Regions from separate parts of the Mus musculus genome. Here region 2 is linked to region 1. The links are chromatin contacts, called in public HiCAR-type maps. All regions are on one chromosome and are shown on one strand. Each heading gives the region's core, a stretch centred on a gene start, on an enhancer-like site or on the middle of the called end of the contact. The rest is flanking DNA. Distances are from core to core; before and after follow the strand shown.

Region 1 (7,219 bases), core at 1,945-4,444:
GTTGAGTTGAATACTGAAAAAAAATCTTTCCTTTTTTTTTTTTTTTTTTGTCATTCTCTGCTGTGATTCATGCAAAGAACTTTATAAAACTCAAAGTGATTGCCTCGGCAGGTTGAGCTGTTACTTGTGGTATCAGGTAGTACAATCCTGCGCAGACAAAATGGAATGCATGGTGCTATTTGAGTCACAGACCTAATCACTGTCTGTCTGAGACGGGATCATTGTGACTCACACAGCTGAGCTGTGCAGAAACACAGAATGCATACAGATACCCAGCCACCAGGAGACAGCCCAGAGGTACTGGCAAGTGCTGTCTGGCTGTTCAAATAAACAGCCTACATATGATGAGCGAGGTGAGGGTCCTTCATATACACAATCCACACTTATCTTCATTCACCTCAATATCCCAGTAGATATTCATTTCTCTTGTCTTCAGTGGCATCCCAACCCTATGTGCTGAGGTTACTATTAATCCAGGAAGAAAGAACCTGTCTCCAAGCTAAGCTGCAAGGACCACATTAAACAGCAAACCTAGAGACCTGGCTCCTTTATCAGGCCCCAAACTTCAAAGAGGTTCGGAAGATCCTCTGGTGTCTAGCTACCAAAGTCCTTTCTGTTGTTTGCCTGGATTATCCTGGGGGGTCCTGGTCTTCAGACAGCCAGAGATGAGATTAGCTGATTTGGCTATAGCCTGGCTTTCATTTAAGACTGTTATCAGCAACTCTTTAGGGGTCTGGAAGAGTATCTGGGCTCCTGAAGATCCGTATTCCTTCCCATTGTCAGGATTCTTAAGCTTCTGGAATCCTAAACCGCCAGGACTGTCTTTGAAGGGAAAAGGTATGAAAGGGAAAAATGTTTCTTCCTAGCTCACAAGTGGATACCACCAGGACAATAACAGATAAAGGCTGGATGAAGGCACATCTAGAATAAATGTTAAATCATGCAACACAATGGGACCCAGTGGGAGTAGAGGAGAAATCCTTACTGAAGAGAAAAGACTAGGGACTAGTTAGGTAGCTCTGGCTCTGAAGGGCTTGCCTTACTAATGTAAGGCCCCAAGTTTGATCCTTAGCATCCATATAAAGCAGACAGAGATGGTGGGAGAGTGCAGATAGAGAGATCTGCCTGGGCTACCTGGCCAGCCAGCCTACTCTACTTGGAGAAGTTCTAGTTCAGTATGACAACTTTTTCCGTGGTGTCTGAGGAATGATGCTCAAGTGCCAGACAGCTTACACATTTGTGCACATGTGCACACACACACACTCACACACAAACACACACCAATACAACTACATGCCCCAGAGATACATACAGAGACACACTCATACACATAAGAAGGAAACTCAAATTAACCAGAAATCAGCTAGACAAAGGAATGGCCTTCTGTGAAATTGCTGCCTATTTGCAGACGTCACCATTTCCGTAAGGAGGACCCTACTTTGAAGTTCTTCTTCCAGGATTCACAGCCCCATGTCTTAGAAGGGCCTAGAGAGAGAGGCCCTTTCCACTGGGGACAGGGCATATCCTTCTATTTTGATTTTCCCCTTATGTGTTAATGTTCTTGCTTGGTTAATCAAGTGATGTATTTTAAAGATTTTTCTCGGGAAGTGTAGTTTCCCTAAAAGGAAAATAGAATTCTCTATTATTCATCATGCATGAATGTCTGAAGCTAATTCACTTACTAATAGGCAAACACCGAGACTGTGGAAGGACCTGTAGGATGTAATTAAACTCACAGAATGATCTCCCAGAAGGAGAAGACTTCCTGTCACAAATGAAGGACCACTGTGGAGTCTTTTCCAGGTGCTTGGATCTCTGAAGAACAAGGCAGGTCCTGCCTCTGCCCACAGAGCTTTGTACCTTGTGACATTGTCATTTCCAATAGCAGAATATACTGGCTTTTGAAAACCTAGTCTCCCAAGAGAATGATAAAAGAAAAGTCAGCTGCTTCATCGCTGTTTGGTTCTGCTGTTATTGAAGCTATCTATTTTAATTATTTCAATCAATGGTGTTATTATGTTTATTCTCTGGAACTTTAAGCAAATGCAATAATGTGAAAAATCCAATAAATATATGAAGGGAGATGAAAAACGAGGAACTTTGTGTTTTCTAGGCAGGAAAAAAAAGCAAAACAAAACAAAAACACATAAACAAAATCCAAAAACAAGAGCTGCAGCACCAGGCTTTCTCGTCTCCTATTTCCTCTGGCTGCATTGGACCATGTGCATGCAGCTTTGCAACAGAACAGCAGTCGCCTAGTTGACCCTTCAATGAGTTAAGCTTACATCTGCACCTGTATTCTCTCTCCTAGAGGAACAATTGACCTTCACTAAGGCTCCATAAGGGAGAAACTAGGAAAGGATGCTGAAGAGTGAAAGGGTCCTAGTGGGTCTCTGTGTGTCTTTCATGTCAGAGACAATTATATCAAAAGCAAACCCCCTTCAGCTTTAAGGCAATAGACACCCACTATTTGCTTTTTATGTAAGTTCTAGAAATCAAACCTTGTCTTCACACTCATGAGGCAAGCACTTTACAAAATGAGCTTTCTCCCAGACCCACAAAGTATCAATAATGACTGCTCAAGATTGCTAAGCAGCATCAAAAACAAAACAAAACGAACCATTTTGTTTTGTTTTTTGTTTTTGTCTGTCCCTACCAATCTTCTTTTTTAGTTTGCTTTGTTTCGTTGTTTGGTTTGTTTTTTGTTGTTGTTGTTGTTGTTGTTGTTGTTGTTGTATGTGTGTGTGTGTGTCTTCACCATGGCAACAGCAAATTAGCTTTTGAAATAAAGGGCCTACTCCAGCACTGTTCATGAAAGTGTCGTTTGTCATCATTAGTAGAAAAGGGTGATTCTAAGAAGGAGAGTGCTAACAGCCCTCCCACCATGCTTAGACTTCTCAGAACCACAGAGAACAAAATGACTCAACAGACCTCTCATAGCAGCCTGTGTGTGCCATCCTTCCTCAGATGGCAGTTCAAAATAGGGTGTCATATTCGAGCAATCTGAAGTTTCTAATATATAAGGGAAGTAAGTGAGATGGAAAGATGCAAACATTGAAGAGATGTAGGGAAGAAAAGAAAACAGAGGGGGAGAGGGAGCATAGAAAATAGCTTATTTAGCAAAGTCATTGTTGTTTAGAGAGAAGATCTCTGATAGCTCAGGTTGCCCACGAACTGGGTGACGTGGGGCTGAGGATTGTGGTGACCTGGAACTCTTTAATTTTCTTGCTTTCTTCCTTGGAGTCCTGGGTCTACAGGCTGGTGAACATGACCTTGGTTTAAGGTGGTACTAGAGATTCAATCCCGAGCCTGTGGTCTGCTATGTCAGCACTCTACCTACTGAGTCCAGCACAAAACAACGTCTGCATATTAGTTGCACAAGAGTAAACGCTATGCCAAAGTTTTCTCTCATAACCCTCCCATGACAGAGCTAAATGGATAGTTTCAAAAGAGTGGCCAAGTGGACTAAAGGCTATTTGAATCTGTAGGCTTTAGAGCCTGCATATAGAAGAATATAGGAGAGACTCTTGACAGGGAAATGTAGGACTAAGAGATACTAGAGGATAAAGGGAGAGTAGTGAAAGTCCACTGACTAAGGAAAGCATTCGAAAATGAAATGTTGAATTATGGTCATGGTACTTGAGCTGGCTCCTAGTGACAGGAAGTTTAGGTTCAGGTCTGATTTAGAAATATATAGAAAGTTCTCCCTGCCTTCACGTTGCCCCAAGCTCTCCAGTGTTTCTGGAGCTAAGGAGTTTGTATATATCACGTTCCACGCATCTGAAGACATACAAGAATGAGTGCAGGAGCACTTCCTGCCTCTTCCCGTTTTCTAGCAGGCACTTTTCTTGGGAGGAGACCTAGACCTCAAGATGCAGCAACAGACCAGTTTCAGGTTACAGCATCAAAGGCTATTTGATCAGAGACACTGCATTCTTGGTTACTCTCCACGTTTGCTCAATTGAGCAAATTTTTTAAAAAGATTTTTTACATTTTTGATTTCTAAATATGATCCAGACAGTTCTGAATGTCTAGTTGGATATGATCAAATGATCTGTGGTTCTGGTAAAGATCCTTGGAAACTGATGACACAAACTGCAGAGGAGAAAGAGAAGTTGGTCTCCTTCAACATCTTCATTCTGAGTGAACATCACACTTCCCCAAACACAGTTTGGGGCTCAAGCCAGTATTGCTTTTTCAAACCACTTATTTGGCCCTATGAGTTAGACAACCTGAGGCCAGTGAAGGGCAATCTCTTCTTTCAAAGGAGCAGAGATGCATACTCCCCATTTCGTTTCCTTCTGCCTTTCCTTTTTTCCTTTCTTCCTCCCCACTTCCTCCCTTCATCCTTCCTTCCTCATTCCCTCTTCCTCCCTTCCTCCCTCCCTCCTTCCTTCTTTCCTTCTTCTTCAGTTTCTTCCTCTTTCCCTCCTTCCTTCTTCTTCCTTTCTTCTTTCCATCTCCCCCGCCCCTCTCTCCCTATTTCTTTTAGTTTCCTTTGCCTCCAGCGTTTCATCTGAACTGGAAACATCTGATGACTTTCCACTTCTCCTGAGCCTTTCTTGGTCAGTTCGTGGTTCAGCCACAGATCCATGTACAACTGAAATGACAACCTCTTGCATTTACTCCTTCCTCATTTGCTCTCAGACCTCTGGTTATGCGTGAGGGTGTGGGAGAGACTGCACACACCACTAACACAGCCCTCCCTCCTCCCTCCACAAGAGCTCCCTAACGAACTGAAGACCTCCATCAAGACATGGTTGCCCCCCAAATGCCCCTGATGGAAGACACTGGGGGGACCTTGATGGTCTTAGAGCAGCGGTTGGTCATCAGGGCTGTATACAAATGCCCAGAGGCTGGACTCAGCAATAAACTTGTTTCAGGAAATGAAAGACGGAACCCATGGTTTCAACCAAGTTAGGGCAGAACTGAAAGTCTGCAAATAAAACTTATAGATCCTTAATCACAGCTTTCGCTCCACTCAGGTGGTAGAAAAACAATGTCGTTCTCTAAGAGACTGTTTTTTTTTTTTTCTTCAAGACCTCTTGAATAAACACACCGTGTAAAAATATTTATCATGTCAATATGGTTTAATAAGCATTCATTATTTATTGGGCTTCTGAGTGCTTAGGCAATACTACAATTAACTTTGCAGATTTGATTGGTTTTGATTGGAGGTCATTGGAAGGCAAGCTTGTACTTGTCTTAGCAGAAACAGGCAGAGCAATAGGCTGGATTGAGGCCTGAGAATGTTTGAGCAAGTCCCAAACTCTCTGGGAAATAAAAACCGTAACAGCTCCATAGTTGAATTAAGTACGAGATAAAAATCACATTGGCAAGAGCAGCGAACACCAGGATCAAACCACCTCTCAAACAAATTATTCCAGGAATAAATTAATCTCCCTGATGCTCATCTGCAGAACCGATGTGAAAGAGTTGTCACTTCCATGCTTGTCACTCACGGGGCTCAAGATTCCAACACACTAAACAGACCCTGCAGCAGGAGGACAGTGAGCGACACTTTCTAGTAATGTTTCACTCTGTCTAGTTACTACCACCCAGAGCATTCTTTTTCCCTGAATAATTCTTTGATTTCCTCTAGAACAATTATATTCTGTAAACAATAAAGGAGAGAGAATTAATATTTGCTGAGTACATATATCATATAATCTCAATAATATTTTGGGGTGAAAGAATTTTTCTATTCTTATATATTTCATTAAGAATACAAATAGGCCAAGAGTGGCTGGTGACGTATCAATTAGAACACAGGTCTCCATCCCCAAATCACTTTGTCTATCCATTCTGCCTCCTACGAGATAAGACATTACCCAACAATATATATTTAGAAGGACACTCCTTGCATATCGATCATCCTTGTCAGCAGGGTTCTTCCTTTTTGAGGAAGAAAGGTGTGGTGTCTCGTACACATACCTCAGAACAGAAGCTCAAGCCCAGGGAATCCTGTCAGGCTGTCATTGCTGGAGCTTCACTGATTTTCCCAGAACAGAAATAATGAGCATTGGAAGTACTGAGGCTCAGTGGATGGCCACACCCAGGTACCCGTCTTCTGACTCATGGACCATTGTAGGGTGTGAGGTGAAGTGAATCACCACATTCTTTCTCAATCATCCTACACAGACTGGACTCCTTGGGTTGGGAAGTAGGTCTAAGAACAGCATCTACACTTAAGTAGACACATTTAAAGAACAAGTACGCTACAGTCCAGCAAGGTCCTGGGTATAGTAGATACGGAAATACCTGAACTATAGAATAATAGTCTTATGTAATTCAAGAGAATTGGGATATTTGAACATAAAGGACTTCAGTCTCAGGTGTGATCAATAACCCTTATACTCTCAGGTGATGTTAAAGAGTGATTTGTGATTGCACTTAATGGATAGAATATGAGGTCATTGTAATAAAATGGCCAAAAGCCATGAACTTCTCAGGGGTTTCTCACATAGGAATAGGAAAAATATTTTTCATCTTACAACTTTCAAACTTGGTTTCTTTTCTTTTGTTGTTGAAATGTGGGAAATGATTTATTATTGACAACTACACAAAATCTTGCTAGCATCTTCTCTACTGATCTTTAGTAATCTCTGCTAGGAAGTGGATGGCACGAGGTCAATAAGGTCAGTAGTCAGCCTTATAAAAACATTTGGAAATTGGTAATAATCCTTCACATTTCCTGACTGGAAACAGACAGGCGGGGTCTCCACTTGTGTTTTCCAAACTTAGCTACACATTAGTCCACTTTCTACCATCTATTTGTTTTCACAGTATCTGGTCCTAGTAACTATTGATCGTTATTGCTGCTGTTGTAGTTTTGAGGGAGGGTCGGATGTTGCCCATGCTGGCCCTGAATGATCCTGAATTTCTGATCTTCTCTCTACCTTACAGACATGCACCACTATACCCAGTTGTGCACAGTCCTGGTCATCCAAGTCAGGCTGCCATTCATGCTGGGTAAGCCCTCTGCCAAATTGAGCTACATTATTAAACTGGTTTGTTCAGTGTCTAAAATGAACTCACATGTCTAATCAATGTACGATGGTGGATCTCACCAGCAAGGTGGGTCAACTTGGACAGTACAAGTTCCGATAAGCAATCTTAGAAAAATAAGGCTGTTGTCCTACACAGAGGGAAGACTGTATGGTTACCTGTCATTTAAGTGTAAGGTACAAAGCAACATATAAAACACACGTTAGAGATA
Region 2 (7,219 bases), core at 2,667-5,166, 90 kb before region 1:
GCCTTAGTCCATCCAGGCTGTTATAACAAAATATCTTAGCCTGCATGATGTATAAAGAAAATAAATTCATTTCTCACAGTTCTAGAAAGCAACATGGGATATCTGCTGAGGTCACTCATGGTTTGCAGGTGACAATTGTCTTCTTGAACCATCATATGGCAGAGCAAACCAAGCACAGTCTGTGTTCCCTTTCAAGGATATTATTCCCACTTATGGGACTCGGTTCTTACGCATCAACCGCCTTCCAATGTCCCAGTGCGGGTCACAATCCTGAAACATACAATCCTCAATTTCCTTCTATATTCAATTTTTAAAAGAAAACTCCTAGAAGGTTAAATACTTCTCAACTCTAGGATTCTGAAAGTCACAATCTCTTCTCAAAATTCCCCAAAGATCAAACACCCAAAGGCTGAACTTTCAAAAGTCCAAATCTTCAGAACCACAATTCCCACTGAGAGGAAAAAGCTACAGATGAGTAAAAAGCTCAATTCTAAGAAAAGGATAACGATGCTGTTTCAGAACAAGTCAACCCCAGTGTTTGGGGGCCAGCTCTGAGGCACAGACAAATTCAGGATCGCAAGAACTGGATTATATCGGGGATTTGTTAACTGAAGTGCAGCCCTAGAAAGCAGCAGAACCAATTGATCTCTGTTGCATGGACCAGAAAAATGGACTTATACCGTGATCAGAGTGAAGTAACGCTATAAATCGGGATGCTTCTGGATGATATCAAGCGAATATCAAAGAATTCAGCCACATTTCAGGAGCTAGTGGTATCAGAATCTAGTTATAAATCTCTGCATGTCATTCCAATGGTTTATTTATAGCATTTGTGGAAACTATATTAGGAAACCTGACCTGTGGGACTCAAGAACACTCTTAGCAGTTACAATTCAAAATGGATTCAGTTATATAAAGCTGAATTTGCACGTGTGTTTCTTGATGTCTCTAAGATGGCTGCATCATGCTCACTGGAATGAATACCTAGAAGCCTACTGAGACATTTTTATCAACATTAACTAAAAATTTAGTTGCTTTTTACAGAAGAAAATAGATTTGAATTGAATTCTTGTATCATAATAAGAACTGTGGACTTTAGATATAATCTAGACCTTTAGATGTCAGCATTAAGAAATGATGACATTATTATTCCTATCCATACCAATATATTTAATAAAAATTTGGATGCTCATAATTGGCTACTCAATAAGGCAATAGTGGGAACTTCAGTTTTTAAATTTATGGTGTTTCTTCCAACTGATGAAATTTCAGAAGATTTTAATGGCACAAAACATGATTTACTTCAAGAACCCAATTGAATTACTGAGTGATTTCAAAACCAATATGTGTCTGGCGAGACAAGCCTTTTATATAATAGTGTGTTGTTCAGTTTCTTTATCATTTCTACCAAATTTGTATTCTGTCATTATTGTGTGTGGGGATGCCTTTCTACACAGCAAAACAGCACAGTAGTGTGATAAAAATTGTAGAAAAATTTAATAGCAAATATTTCTGTTGGAATATACCAAATCATGGAGAAATTCCAAAAAATGAGTGTCACATGATTATGAAGATAGTAGATCCACCCCTAAAATAATCAACTATTCATAAGAATCCAGGGCTGTAAAATACAGTTGGTATTTATAACAATCAAATAGCTATGATCTGTGCAGTTAACCACACCTTATCAATATAAACATTATCTCATATAACAAACTTTTAAAAAAACCTTCATTCTCTCTTCAAAAAAAATGACATTGACTTAGTTTTTTGAGGGTGGGTTGAGGTAACAATGGGTATGCACGTGCTGCAACACCTATGTAGAGGTCAGAGAACAATTTTCCAAATTCTTCTTCTACTGTTCCAGGTATTGAACCCAGGTTGTCAGTCTTGATAGAAAATGCCTTAACTAACTGGGCCATCCTGTAGGCCCTATGGCCTCTTTTTTTTTTCATATTTTTATTAGATATTTTCTTCATTTATATTTCAAATGCTATCTCCTTTCGTAGTTTCCTCTCTGAAAATCCCCTATACCCTTCCTCTCCCTGTCCCCCAACCCACCCATTCCCCACTTCCTGGCCCTGACATTCCCCTATACTGGGGCATAGAATCTTTGCAAGACCAAGGGCCTCTCCTCCCATTGATGGCCAACTAGGCCATCTTCTGTTACATATGCAGCTAGAGACATGAGTCCCACCATGTGTTTTCTTTGATTGGTGGTTTATTCCCAGGGAGCTCTGGGGGTACTGGTTATTTCATATTGTTGTTCCTCCTATAGGGCTGCAGACCTCTTCAGCTCCTTGGGTACTTTTTCTAGCTCCTATATTGGGGATCCTGTGTTCCATCCAATAGATGACTGTGAGCATTGACTTCTGTATTTGCCAGGCACTGGCAGAGCCTCACAGGAGACAGCTATATCAGGCTTCTGTCACCAAGCTCTTGTTGGCATCTGCCATAGTGTCTGAATTTGGTTGTTGTTTATGGGATGGATCCCAGGTGGGGCAGTCTTCCTTCAGTCTCAGCTCCACATTTTGTCTTTGTAACTCATCCCATGGGTAGTTTATTCCCCCTTCTAAGAAGGATTGAAGTGTCCACACTTTGGTCTTCTGTCTTTTGACCTTTTTTGTAGGTTTTTGTTCTACTGTTAAAAGCTGTTAGCATTAATTTTTGTAATTTTCTATACTATATAGTTTTTCTTTGCTTCATTCTCAATATTAGAAATTTAAGTTATATAAATGCTTTTAGACAAGTCTGATTTGTTCAATCATGCTTTGCAGATTTAATGCCACAAAAATGCATTAGCACAATATTGACATGGGTGTGCACAGTCGGCAGGTAGCTTCCTCTACAAGTGGAGAGATTATGTTGCTGTGCACAAAAGAACAGGCATACCAAAAATATAACTTCTCAAGGCCTTGCCTCTGGTGTCAAAACTGTATGTGGTATGGAACTATCATGCTTTGTGATGGATCTCACCAGGACCTTTCCTGTCACAGATTTCAAATTATTAAGCTGCATACCCAGGTAGGTACATGGCACATGAACTGGATCTCACACATAGTGTGTACCATGTGTGGGAGTCCAAATACTTTATTTCAAAAAGTAAGTTTCACAGAACCAGGACAACATATTGGCCCTATGTCAAATTCTATTTTTTAGTGAATTTATAAATAAATAAGTACAGTATTGGGTAAAATTGTGTCTAAGAGATGTATATAAAAATCTGCTAACCAACAAAACACCAAAGTAAAGATCCCACTAAAACCAATGATGATGAACCAATGAGTTTTACTGGGGTTATTTACAGGGAATGTGGGTAAGGAGTTCCTTATAGGAGTGGAAAATATTCAAGGGCAGCTGTGTCAGCAAAAGCTTACCCCAGCATGGGTGACAACTCAAGAAATGTCAAAAGCATGAACTTACTGCAGCACTTGAAGAAGTTACAGTCAGTTTCTTTGCCAAGTTGATCTGAGCCTCATGTATACAGCTAAGCTAGTATAGAAGAAACTCTCGGGAGTCCTTACTGGTTAGATACGGTTGGAGAGGGAGGTCCCTAGTGTGTATGGTTGGTTTCTGAGGCTTCCTGACCTTAAGAAACTTCCTAGTGGATGGGAAGTTTCCCTTCTCTTTAGAACATATTGAGCCGTGAGTAACTGCCTGGCATGGTGGCATGGTCAAACTCTGAGGCAATAGCTACACATCAGTAATAATCTATGATTAGCCATTCTGTCATGGGAGAGAGCATCAGCAGGATTAACATATGAAAGAACCCATTCAGCAGAGGGCTGGAAACTGGTCCCCACCTGCCTACAAGAAATAAGAGGATGTGGGAGAAAAGGCCATGTATAGAAATGTCAAAGAAGGCTAGTGTTCTGTAAATGACTTCACAGAGCCCTGAGACTCCTGGCCCAGTGCTTTTGAGCATAGGCTTTCTAGCTCACTAGCCCACCCCCATCCTCACAGTGTCTTCTGTTTCTTAATGAGCTGTCTTTACTTCTATTGCTATCTACATGTACCCCTGATGTACTTCGTTGTCATGGGAGATAGCACCTGGAAATATCAGTGAATGCCCCATGGACTCAGAACCATGGCCATAACCATTCCATGTCTCATCATATAAACTCATCTTAATTATAGTGGGGACAATGTGAAAGTATAAAAGATTTTATAATCGCAACCCCATCTGTGCATTTAGGACAATATTAAGGAAATACTGAAACTTTTTTTCCACATAATCTGGGTCATCAGACTTCTATGATTAAGCGACATCTCCACTTTTCTTCTCCAGCCTGCAGTGCTAGAGTAGTGATTTGACATGGGCAGGAAGTATTAGTAGTGCAACGACTCAATTCTGGAAACGCTGGGGACCTTAGCAATAGAGTTTAGAAATCATTCAACAGCTCCTTTGAAGTAATCACACCTCCTAGGTGATGACCACAGTTTTCAATTTGATTGTCTAGAATTTTGAGTTAATTCTTAAGTCTATCCCACTACCATCATCAATTGTACCTTTGCTGTACCATGATGCATCCTGTGTTAACATGTTAAAGCCATGATAATGGTCAAGGATACAACTGTTTTTCAACCTGCCTGCTTCCTGGCTTGATATCCTGAATTGGAACTCTAATTTGTGTGAATCTCTCTCTGTGTCTCTGTCTCTGTCTCTGTCTCTCTCACCTTTGTGTGTGTGTGTGTGTGTGTGTGTGTGTGTGTGTGTGTTTGAGGCAGGGTCTCATGTAACCTGGACTTGCCTCAATTACCTTGAATTTCTGAACCCTCTGCTTCTACCTCCTAAATACTGGGATCCCATATATATACAACTGTATAACTGTGTCTAATTTTATGTGGCTTGGCCATCAGACTCAGGACTTCATGCATGGTAGGCAAGCACTCTACCAACTGAGCTATATTGACAACCCCTAGATAAACTTTAACTTTCTATGCATAGTCCTGAAGGCCCTATATTCCCAGAGAACAGCTTGACTATCCTTCCCCATCAGCATAATATAAAGACTGAGGGGGGACACTGCACAAAGCTACACTCATTTTTACTGTTTACTTTTTTAATGGTAAAATACATCACAAAACTTTTCTATGATAAACACAACTGATTCTGCAGATTTTAGCATGAGCAGGCTAAAGTGTTTATGCTATTCCCTGGACTCTTGATGAAACCACAGGCCACTGACCCGCCCCCTTTCTGGGGAAATGCCATTAAGGATGAGAGAGAGGCTGCAAGCTGCAGGCTTCTGTTAATTGCTGTCCTCTGATTTTTATGCCTTCTCCACTTTAGAATGTCAGAATGACAATGAGCAGGAAAATCACAAGGTGGTTTCCATTTGCATCCTTTATAGAGAAAGGATCTAAATGTGTGGAAAATTTTTTAGGAAAACTGTAATTAGGGAGGCATTGCCTTGCAAAGAAAGGGAGAAAGAGTCCCGACAGTGGTAACCAACATGTCAAGCATGTTGGTTCTACACTGAAACAGGCTTTTGTGTTTTAAAGACTTGCTCTGTAATTAGGAGATTGGGGTGTCAGCCGAGACTGTTGTGTTTTGCAAGCACAATTTTCCCCTTATCCAAACCATGGTGGCTGTTGTATATAAACAAAGCGTAAAGCAGATAATCACATTAAGAGGAATAACAATGATGAAGGTAAGAAAGGAACAGGTGAAGACACTGTGACTTCTTCCCACTTAACGCTGTGCCTCTTTCCTTTTCCTTCCTCTTTTCTGTGTGTTGTCATTTGGAACTGAGTGCCATATCTCACAGTGATATCTATAGTCATCTGGCAGGCAGAAGTAGCCCCACTCACCTGGGCTGAGGTTTGTCTCACACTGTCCTTGGAGAGAAGAGTCACAGCAGAGTCACAGCAACGAAGCTGATGATGCTTCCTGCTTGTGCTCCCATTTGGAAAAGGAACATGGAGAATGCAGAATGAGAAGCAAACCTCGGAGCAAGCATAAAACACTGACAACCAGAATAGGAAATCAAGAAGGTCTACAGGGTCTCACCGAAGGTGGGGGCTGCCGACTTCCTGAAAGCCTGCAGGGCTGGCATGCCGAGACTTATTGATCCTCTGCAGTCTGTCTCTGACTGGTGGTTATGGTCTGCATATTAACATGCAGCCTCAGAGATGATGCCCCCAGACTGGACAGCAGGAGTTTAGTCCACGAACCCCTGAAAGCAATTCTTAGTGTCTCGGTAAGATAAAGAACTCTACACTGGGTCCAATATTACTGACCAAGGATTTTAGGGGACATTTAACTGATAATTGGTTCCACTTTTCCCACTAGAATGAAATGCTTTATATTCAAAGCCCACAATTATAGAGTGTTATCTACTGGTTAAACTGGATATTCTGTTCCACTAGCAAATAAAAGAAGAAATAGTTTGCATTTTCTTTTCGGGAAAAGTAGGTTGTTATTTTAATTTGATATCTGGATTATATTTTGAAATATTCCAATAATAGAAATAAAATGTAAGTAGCTTCCTTTAATTTATAGAAGAGATTTTCTCCTATATATACATGTAGCATACATTCTGAAAAAAAAATAGGTTTCTATTCAATAACTTTTAACTATTGAATGTAATTGACAGGGCTGGCAGCTAATTATAAGGTTCAACAGAACTTCAACAATTCAAAATAACTCATTAATCCATGTACCAAATGTTTCCCTTATAGACACAAATCACTCCACTATAAACATCAACTGGCTTGTTTACAGTCTGAGTGCTGTAGTTAAATATGCATTTGGGAGCAATGACTTTTTCCTTAGAAACTTAAAATATTCTTAGCAGGAGATTGTCTGACAAGAAGGTCAGACTTAACCAGATTTTCTTCTGACAACAGGAGGCTTAGCATTTCATATTTGTAAATTGGAAATAAAAACAAGTTTCTCGAGGCAAACTCATGAAAATTCAATCTAATCTATTGCTTTAAACCATACCATTCCTCCAAGAAATGACTAATTAGGGATAATGTCAGAGCAAGGCTCTGATGCTTAGGCCACAAATTATTCTAGATAAATCTGAGAGAAAAGACCATGGGGTGAAGGTTAAAAGCATGGAGGGAGGAGGGATAAGGCTGGAGAATTGCTGTGAGCTCAAGGCTAGCCTGGGTTACACATGAATTCCAGACTATCATAGGTATGGACAGAGCAGAATGATAGATGAGTCAACAGAAGTTGGAGCTTCAGAGGAGGGCAGGACAAAAACGA

What was found. HiCAR-type assays count read pairs that join an accessible place to other places.
Region 2: a contact with region 1 is called in a HiCAR-type map of Th17 cells, with 2.5 times the contacts expected there. The contact joins two enhancer-like sites. A contact is called at or near these places in 1 of 15 datasets of contacts at CTCF or cohesin (CD8 T cells), 3 of 484 Hi-C or Micro-C datasets (Th1 cells, liver and macrophages) and 2 of 115 datasets of contacts at active chromatin or transcription factors (CD8 T cells and Th17 cells).

Annotation. Positions count from the first base shown.
Region 1 is chr13:5,885,891-5,893,109 of GRCm38.p6, reverse strand. No RefSeq gene overlaps it. Among named protein-coding and RNA genes, the nearest start is that of Gm46401, 26 kb to the left of the region's middle. Within about 2 kb of position 3,194, at least 82 of the 459 cell types and tissues checked have an H3K27ac peak or open chromatin away from gene starts, as enhancers often do. A contact at or near this core is called in Th17 cells, where this site is marked.
Region 2 is chr13:5,976,813-5,984,031 of GRCm38.p6, reverse strand. It overlaps Gm46401 (a long non-coding RNA gene), which reads right to left. Exons shown (of 6, transcript XR_001780857.1): 3 at 5,815-5,949. Among named protein-coding and RNA genes, the nearest start is that of Gm46401, 65 kb to the right of the region's middle. Within about 2 kb of position 3,916, at least 8 of the 459 cell types and tissues checked have an H3K27ac peak or open chromatin away from gene starts, as enhancers often do. A contact at or near this core is called in Th17 cells, where this site is marked.